Regions from separate parts of the Mus musculus genome. Here region 2 is linked to region 1. Evidence: chromatin contacts called from public HiChIP or PLAC-seq data. All regions are on one chromosome and are shown on one strand. The core of a region is the stretch at or near the end of the contact, and the rest is flanking DNA. Distances in the headings are between cores, read along the strand shown.

The links. HiChIP or PLAC-seq counts read pairs in DNA pulled down with a chosen protein or histone mark.
Region 2: an H3K4me3 HiChIP or PLAC-seq map of embryonic stem cells shows a contact between it and region 1, with 47 read pairs. The contact joins the promoter of Phactr4 here to the enhancer-like site in region 1. A contact is called at or near these places in 3 of 15 datasets of contacts at CTCF or cohesin (CD8 T cells, the G1E-ER4 cell line and the NIH/3T3 cell line), 10 of 484 Hi-C or Micro-C datasets (8-cell embryo, bone marrow-derived macrophages, embryonic stem cells and 4 more), 16 of 115 datasets of contacts at active chromatin or transcription factors (CD8 T cells, the HPC-7 cell line, the SCID.adh cell line and 9 more) and 3 of 9 other capture datasets (adipose tissue, liver and pancreatic islet).

The regions. Positions count from the first base shown.
Region 1 is chr4:132,385,483-132,389,963 of GRCm38.p6, forward strand. Phactr4 (phosphatase and actin regulator 4) reads right to left here. Exons shown (of 13, transcript NM_001161797.1): 3 at 1,410-1,583. Among named protein-coding and RNA genes, the nearest start is that of Snhg3, 34 kb to the left of the region's middle. Within about 2 kb of position 2,334, at least 16 of the 459 cell types and tissues checked have an H3K27ac peak or open chromatin away from gene starts, as enhancers often do. A contact at or near this core is called in the G1E-ER4 cell line, embryonic stem cells and heart atrium, where this site is marked.
Region 2 is chr4:132,420,358-132,424,838 of GRCm38.p6, forward strand. Phactr4 (phosphatase and actin regulator 4) reads right to left here and starts at 2,089. Exons shown (of 13, transcript NM_001161797.1): 1 at 1,988-2,089.

The sequences.
Region 1 (4,481 bases), core at 1,084-3,583:
TAAACAACTGAACTCTCAAGTAGGAGGTTATAGACATTTAGGGAGATGTGAAAAGTGGGGTGCGGCCGGTCGTGGTGGAGCACGCCTTTAATCCCAGCACTCGGGAGGCAGAGGCATGCGGATTTCTGAGTTCGAGGCCAGCCTGGTCTACAAAGTGAGTTCTAGGACAGCCAGAGCTATACAGAGAAACCCTGTCTCGGAAAAAAAAAAAAAAAAAAAAGAAAAGAGGGGTACTTCTAAAATAGGAAATTCGTTTGGTAGAGTGTGTACCTTCCAAGCACAAAGCCCTAGTTCCAGCTCTAGCATTATATAAACCAGACACAGCACATTCCTTCAATCCTAGTGCTAGGCAGGAAAATCACAAGTTCAAGATCATTCTTGCTATGTCAAGAATACAAGCAAGCCCTGTGCTACAGGATCCCATCTGGTAAATCAGTCAAATAATCCATCAGTCAATGGAACCCACGAGTGCTTTTGTTGTTATTGTTTCCAGGCTGACTTTGAGTTTCCTGTGTGGCCAAGGATAACCTTAAACTCTTGGCTCTTCCAGTCTGCATCTTCCAAGTGCTGGGATTTACAGCCTGTATCACCAAGCCCAACTAACTCAGGGAATTATTCTTTTTTATGCATATGTACAACGTGTATGTACCTGTGTGCAAGCACACTGGGCACACGCATGACATGGGATGATTGTGGAGGTCAGTAAGCTCTGGCTCATCTCTTTGGCTGAGACAGGCTCTCGGTTGGTTGCTGCACACCAGCTGGCCCTTAGGCCTCTGGGGATTTTCTGTCCTATCTTTTCATCGCCCCACAGAAGCACTGCATTACAACAGTGTGTGTGCAGCTGGCTTTACGTGCGTCCTGCAGGTTCCAACTGAGGTCCTCGTGTTTCTATCAAGCACTTTACCTGCTTAGTCACCTCCTTAGCCCAAATGAGGAACTCTTAAAAATAGAAGCCTTGGGCTGGCGAGATGGCTCAGCGGTTAAGAGCACCGACTGCTCTCCCAAAGGTCCTGCGTTCAAATCCCAGCAACCACATGGTGGCTCACAACCATCCATAATGAGATCTGATGCCCTTTTCTGGTGTGTCTGAAGACAACAACAGTATACTTACATATAACAATAAATAAATATTTAAAAAAAATAGAAGCCTTGTTTAGTTGTTTGTTTGTTTGTTTGTTTGTTTAGAGACAAGATCTCCTGGTGCCCGGGTTGGCCTGAAACTCAATGTCTAACTAAAAAGGACCTTGAACTTCTGATCCTTTTATCTCTGCGCCTCCCCTCTGTGGGGTCAGCTGCAGAGCACAAGCACACCAGGTTCTCTGCAATCGGGGAAGAGCCCAGGGCTTTGCTCAAACTAGGTGGGCACCCCCCTCGCTCCTCAGAACATTTAAATCTTAGTACCTTACCTTCTGATGTCTCTTTGAACTTATCACTGCTTTTTTTTTTCCTCCATTTCCACGGCTTGAAGATCTTGCCTAACGCTGAGAACTTGCTTTTCCTTTTGGTGGGAGGTGTTGTGTCCCCTGCTTCCACACTGTCCATGCCCATGCCTGGGTCTCCAGAGGGCTGCTCTGCTTCTTCTGTTCATGGAGAGGAACGGGAAGGGACAGCCAATTTATTATCCTTATATAGCCTCTAAAAATGTCCCCTCTTCCTGTAGCAGTCGGAAAGAATCAGAGCAATGACAATCACGCAGACAGTCACACTCCGGACATTACATGGACAAAGGCCCAAACTCAAACTTAAATCACTAAAGAAGCCATTTAAGAGGAAAATTTAGGGAGATGCTAGAATCAAGCCGACATCATTAGCATACACAATACAGTATAAGCTCTGTATCACTGAAGCAAGGACTCCCTCCGGAGACTGAGGGGATCGCTGTTAAATATTACCCTCTCAGCAATTCCCACGATTCAAGTAACTCAGGGACAGGCAAGTCATCAAGTGTTCACACCTTGTGTCTGTGTATCACATTTTTCTCCCCACACACAAAGAGCGCTGCATAACTGTGGAAGATTGGGAGACGAGGTGGGGACAGGGCGTTAGAGAAGATGCCCTGACATGGAAGGAGTTGGAAGAGTGGAGGTGAGGTTCTACTGCCTGTCACAGTATTACTTAGGGACATCCTGATAGTAAGGATCTATAACATAGGTGACATGCTACACGTTCACGACTGAGGTCAAAGGTCTCGAGACCCTCATAATGACACATGTGCAGGGCTTAGTTAGCTTTGAAGGTAGAGCAGGAAGGCAGCAATAACAAAAATGCAGGAAGGCAGTACAATGCAGCCTGCGCCCCACCCACTGTCCCAGGGGCCTCAGGAGCCATCTAGGGGTAAGGAAAGGCTCTGTGGCCTACTCCTGGGGTTAAGGTGCTTGCTGCATCACAGAATCGCACTTCCCTTCCCACTAGCAGCAACAATGTTGGAGGCAGGAAAAGTCTGACACTTGTACTGAACACAATGATCTCCTTTTGACACTGTAGCTTTGTGTTACTGTTTTCTTTCAATTACATTTTTTTTTTTTTAAATTTAGCTTCTGTGCATCTGTGTGGGTGTGGAGGCAGGGGAGGAGCACACAGACAGAGCATCCGTGGAGGAGAGAGACGCAGCTCACTCCTCTGCTTCCACTGCATGGGCCCCAGGACTGAACCAGATCATCAAGAGTGGCTTCCAGCACCGTTACCTAGGAGGCATCTTGGGGCTGGTTTAGGTTTTTTGAGACAATGGATTGCTAGGTCTGGTCTTGAATGTGTGATCCTCCCGCCTTAACCTCTTAAGTGCTGGAATTACAGGTGTGTGCCTCCACATATGACTCCTGTAAATCTCCTGTTAGCACATCTACAGGCATTCCAGGAAATAATCAGAAAATGTTATTTGACTGAAGAAAGGAAAACTACACCTAAAGTTTTAATTGGACTGAAAATGTTAAAGAAAAGATCATAAAGAAAAGCAGCCAACATTTTAGCAGCACAGAGAAGCTCCTGCCTGAAAGCCTCTCAACAAAGTATCATCCGTCACTTAGCCTCTTCTGCTGCTTAAAAATCATAGCTAATCACTTCCTTTTCCGTTTTCCTTTATGTGAGGGAGGGTTTCTCTGTATGGCTCTGGGTGTCCTAGAACAGTCTCTGTAGACCAGGCTGGCCTCAAACTCAAATTTACAGAGATCCACTAACTGCGTTCCAAATTAAAATTTAATTTGATGCTTTTAAAACTTCATTATGAGCCGGGCGTGGTGGCGCATGCCTTTAAACCCAGCACTCGGGAGGCAGAGGCAGGCGGATTTCTGAGTTCGAGGCCAGCCTGGTCTACAAAGTGAGTTCCAGGACATCTAGGGCTATACAGAGAAACCCTGTCTCGAAACCCCCCCACTCAAAAAAAAACCAAAAAAACTTCATTATGTTGAACAATATATTTATATGTCATCTTTCTTTCAAGGATTCACAACGACAAGGAGTAGGGATGTACCTCAAGTTTCCAAAGCATGTATGTGGCTCTAGGTTTAAACCCAATTGAAACATGCACACACACTCGCACACACACACCCACACACATTCTCATTTTGCTTTGTATAAAGCAGGTCACTGAACATATCACTAAATACAGAAAGTGAAAAAGAAAGTGTTCTCTGTAAACCAAGCTGGCCTCAAACTCAGGGACCTGCCTGTCTCTGCCTCCCGAGTGCCCAGCAGGAACAGGGTCTCCTTTGCTTCTCTCTTCATAAGTATCTAATTTTGTCAAATGTTTTAGAAGAACAGAACCTTGATATTTTCCAATTCATTCATTCATATTAACATTTAATTATTTATCTATCTTTGTATTTTTATTTTTGCTTGTTTTAAGCAAAATTTAAAACCTGGATCTTAAGTAGCTCAGGATGACGTTGAATTTATTTGTAGCTGAAGATAACCTTGAACCCCAGAACCTCCATGGTCTTGTTCTCAAATGCTGAGATGACAGGTGTGAGCCACCACATCCGGCTTCACTCACATCTCTGCTCCTCCTCCTCTCCACTCCCTAGTCTCAATGACAAACTGCATATTATTTCACTGACTCACATGTCTGTCCAAATATTTAGAATCAGCCCAACTGCCTTTATAATATACAGGATCTGCAGGAAGTGGGGCCATGAATCCTTTTAAAACTCTCAGTCAGGTGTGATGGCATACGCCTATAATCTTAGCACCAGGAGGCAAAAGCAGGAGGATCAAACGTTCCAGGACAGCATAAGATGCATAGTGAGACCCTGTCTCAAAAACACAAGGGCAGGGCTGAGGAGCGCCTATGAGTGTGGCACTGGCATGAGGTTCTGCAAACAGCTAAGCACCACAAAAGAAAAAAACCCTAAATATCCAGGGGTCCCTGTCCACCAAGTTTGCTATCCAATTGAAGGAGAAAACTGACTCCCAATCCCAAACACATCATACACTCACACTGATAATAAATAAAATAATAAGGAGCTAGAGAGATGGCTCAGCAG
Region 2 (4,481 bases), core at 839-3,338, 35 kb after region 1:
ATAAGATTTATACAACATATACAACTTTCAAAAATAACATGGACACCACTATCCTGTTTGAGTAAATAAGCCAGAATGTAGTGATCCTGCTAGAAATTCACAGCTTAAGAGGTAGGTGCGGTGGTGCCACCAAAATAATCTTACCACTTGGAAAGGCAAAGGCAGGTGGAAAGCCCAAGCCCAGAGTGACCCAATCTCAAGGAAATAAATAAATGCCTATTCCCAGTGACTGAAGAATAGCTGGGGCTAGAGGCACGTGCTGCACATGGTCAAAACCCTGGATTCTATTCCCAGCACAACAAAAAAACAGAAAAAAAAAAAATTGTGGGCTAGCAAAATGACTCAGATGGTAAAGGCTCTTGCCGTGCGTGCCTGGCCATCTGAGCTCTGTTCCAGGAACCCACATGAAAGTAGGAGAACCAACTCCACAGAGTTCTCTAAAGCCACCGCTGTACTGTCCCCACTTCCCACCCTCCCAGACACATTCAAGAAACTTTCTTTTTTTGAGACAAGGTCTCAATAGATCATGTCTACAATAGGTCTACATAGACCTAGCTGGTCTTGAATTCATGCTCCCCCTCCTGCCATAGCCGCAAGAGTATTGGGGTTACAGGGATGTGCCACTCCAACTAGGATAGACAACTGACAGCCTGTATTAAAGATCTACCACCTTGATACATTAACACAACCTAAGAGTCTCAAAGTCATTTCCATTATGAAATGTCAGAATAATGAAGGCTTTGCCTACATGTCTAGGGTGGAAATTTCGTCTCAAAACACCTTTCCTGACTCAAAGGAGTCCCAACTGTCTTCACTCAAGGAATTTGAAATACTAATCGATTTTTCAAAGGATCTCTACCTTGGCCTTTATAAAAGCTTTACCCCTATGCTAAGTCTCAAGATTCGTTCTTCGACGGAACATACAGTTACCACTATCTAACCAAACTGGATCAAATCCACACAATTCATCGGTGTCCAGTAAATACATATTTTATCGCCTTTTTTTTTTCAACCTTTTTTTTTTTAATGCTTTCTAGAATCTACTGGGTATCTAGGTTTTTCTACAAAGCAGGTGCTTTCAGTGAGCTGAGTTTTTCTTTGTGGAGTTGTTGTTTAAAAAAAGAGAAAGGGATGTATTCTGGAGAGTCGAGGAGCAGCGTGGGAAAATGAAGTGCCGAAGACTGCAGGCAATGAATGATGTCCTGGTAATCACTCTGCTCCAATTTTCAGGTTTCCGAGGCAATGATTCGCTTGAGTTCTTTGCGGCCGCCGCCGCACCCCCCCCCCCCCCCCACACACACACACACTCCACAATCACCCAACCCCTCCATCCCAGCTGCCACACGTATCGCAGCAAATTTCCACTCTTTCTCGGTTTCCGGGATTGAGGCTCCAAGTCTCACTTCTTTTTCTTAGACTCCATCCACTGGAGGAGAAAAGCGCCTTAGCGCCTTGAGTTTTGATCCCTAGCTACCGGAGGCTGACATTTAAGAAAGAAGTTGGACAATAACTTCCAGGTTTCCACTGAAACTATGCCAGACTCCTAAGTCTCTTCTCTGCTCAGCCAGGATGCAGAGGTCTGAGGGAGGTCACTTTTGAAAGATGGACTTTGACCCGATCCAGTTACAGTAACCAGATCCCCAGGGCGCAGTCCCCAGCAGGACGTGCGGGCTCCCCTGGAGACCGCGACTCCGTGCACTGCCACAAAAGGGGGAAAAGCGGCGCAGACAAAAGGGCCCCGCGGAGGCTGGGGGGCGGAGAGCGCGAGTGTGCGCCGGCCGGCCACAGGCGGGGACACCGCCGCGGGACCGTTGTGGGAGGGCCGAGGAGGGAGGAGGCTACCGCCCGCCACGCCCTGGCTGCACTGACCGCCGCGGGCGCCGTTAACCCCCCACCCAGGCTCGGCCCGCGACCCCTAGTCGAGCCGAGCCTGCCGCTGCTGCGCGCGCGCGGGAGGTGCTCACTTTCCCAAGTTTGGGGAACTTACCCAAGTCGCCGCTGCCTCCTCGGGTTCCCCAGCACTTTCTCCCGGAAATCCTACCTGGTCTCTGGCCGCCTGGCTCCAGCCAGAGCCTTCGGCCCCAGGGGAGGGGGGGCGGAGGGAGCGGGCCGGACAGTGAGGAGGGTAGGAAGTGCCGCCGCGGAGCCTCACGGGACTTGTAGTCCACTGCAGTGGCCAGCGGTGTGGCGAGCGGGACAAAATGGCGGGAACTGCCGGCCCTCCGCTGCGAGGCGCCTGACCCCTACTCTGCCGATCTGGGCATGCGCCGCCAGAGTCCGGTGCACTGCATATAAACGGATTTGGGCACCTTGCCCAGTTCTGAGCAAGGGGAAGGTCTCGGGACTTGGGAGGACACGTTCGGGAACAGACTCTCCCGGCGATGCCCAAGAAAGGATGTGTGTGTTGTGCTCTACAAAAGAAGTCCAGTTTGTTTCAAACTATTGATAACCAGTTTTAAGTGCAAAAAACTTACAAACAAGTTACCCGCGGTGTTTTGTGAAAGTACAGAACCCAGCCTATTAAGCGCAGACATTCTACACCCCCCCCCTCCCAACTAAATTTTTTTCCCACTAACGATTACCTAGTAGAAGCCACCATCTGTTTCTAAGTGGCACTCATTCCAACCTCCAGGGCTATATCACCCTCCAGACCCCCTTCTTGCCACTGCTGGAGGATCTTTTTAAATGCCAAACCCATGGGTTACACCCATCTTAGACGGAAAAGTATACATACGATACATACAGAGGGAAACATAGAAAAACTTATACCTTTCAAATACGCAATCTATAACATTAAAAATATCAATACGCCGGGCAGTGGTGGTGCATGCCTTTAATCCCAGCATTTGGGAGGCAGAGACAGGTGGATTTCTGAGTTCGAGGCCAGCCTGGTCTACAAAGTGAGTTCCAGGACAGCCAGGGCTATATAGAGAAACCCTGTCTCAAAAAACCAAAAAAAAAAAAAAAAAAAAAAAGCAATAAATTACAACCCAGTTGTGGTGTCACACACCAGTATTCCTAAATGCTCTGGAGACAAGGGTTGGATTATTGCTGAGTTCAAAATCAGTTTGATCTACAAAGTTCCAGGCCAAGCCAACCAGAATTACATAGTGAGACCCTGTCTCAAAACAAACAAACCCAACAAAAACCAATGCAGGCCAGCCAGCTGCTGTCTGGTAATATAATAATAACAACAGTGACAACGACGATGACAACAACAACAATAATAATAATGGCTGGAGAGATGGCTCAGTGGTTAAGAACTTGCTGTTCTTTAAAGGGGCTGAGTTCTGTTCCCAGCACTATATATCAGGTAGCTCACAACTCTAACTACAGCTCCAAGGGTTGTGAACCTCTGGCTATGTGAGCACTTGCACTCATGTGCACATACTGCATGCAAATACTCACCTACACACAACTGGAATTAATAAAAAATAAATATTTAAAAAGTAACAATGTAGGCTGGTGAGATGGCTCAGCGGTTAAGAGTGCAGACTGCTCTTCCAAAGGTCCTGAGTTCAAATCTCAGCAACTACATGATGGCTCACAACCATCTGTTTAGCTACAATGTACGCATATACAATAAATAAATAAATCTTAAAAAAAAAAAGAACAAAAAGGTAAATTCAAGTCATTTGCAGGTTCCTTTTCAGCTTCAAGGAGCTCTTTCATTAATTCTCAGTGAACTCTGCTTGCCCTTCTAAAATAGATAAAATAAGATGAAAAGACAAGTTCTAGAGCAGGATTAACATAGTTGCAAAGCATATAATCAACAAAAGACCAGTATGGAATATACAACAAAACTATCTCAGTTAAAAGATAACCTGGAGAGATGGCTCAGCAGTTAAGAGCACCGACTGCTCTTCCAGAGGTCCTGAGTTCAATTCTCAGCAAGCACATGGTGACTCACAACCATCTGTAATGGGGATCCAATGCCCTCTTCTGGTGTGTCTGAAGACAGCAACAGTGTACCCACATACATGAAATAAATAAATCTTTAAAAAAAAAAAAAAAAAAAAGATAACCCAGAGACTAGGGAAGTAACTCAGTGGTAGGATGCTTGCCTTGCACACAAGATGTTCAAGGTTTAAGTCATAGTATAAATAAATAAATAAATAAATAAATAAATAAATAAATAAATGGTGTGTGTGTGTGTGTGTGTGTGTGTGTGTGTGAATTTTCAATTATTCAGGATTTCTCTGTGTGTAGCTCTGGCTATCCTTGAACTCACTCTGTAGACCAGGCTGGCCTGGAACATAAAGATTCATCTGCCCCTGTCCTAAGTGCTGGGATGAAAGCCATGTGCCAACTCTGCCCAGTGACACTCTATTTTTTTTTTACAGAAGGCTTGAATACACTTTGTAGCAAGAAAGATAAACAGTTTACAAATAATACATGAAGGGTGCTAGATATATACAAATTAAAACCAAATAAGAAGATAACCTACTAGGAGAGACCAATATGGCTACAGCCAGGGCTGA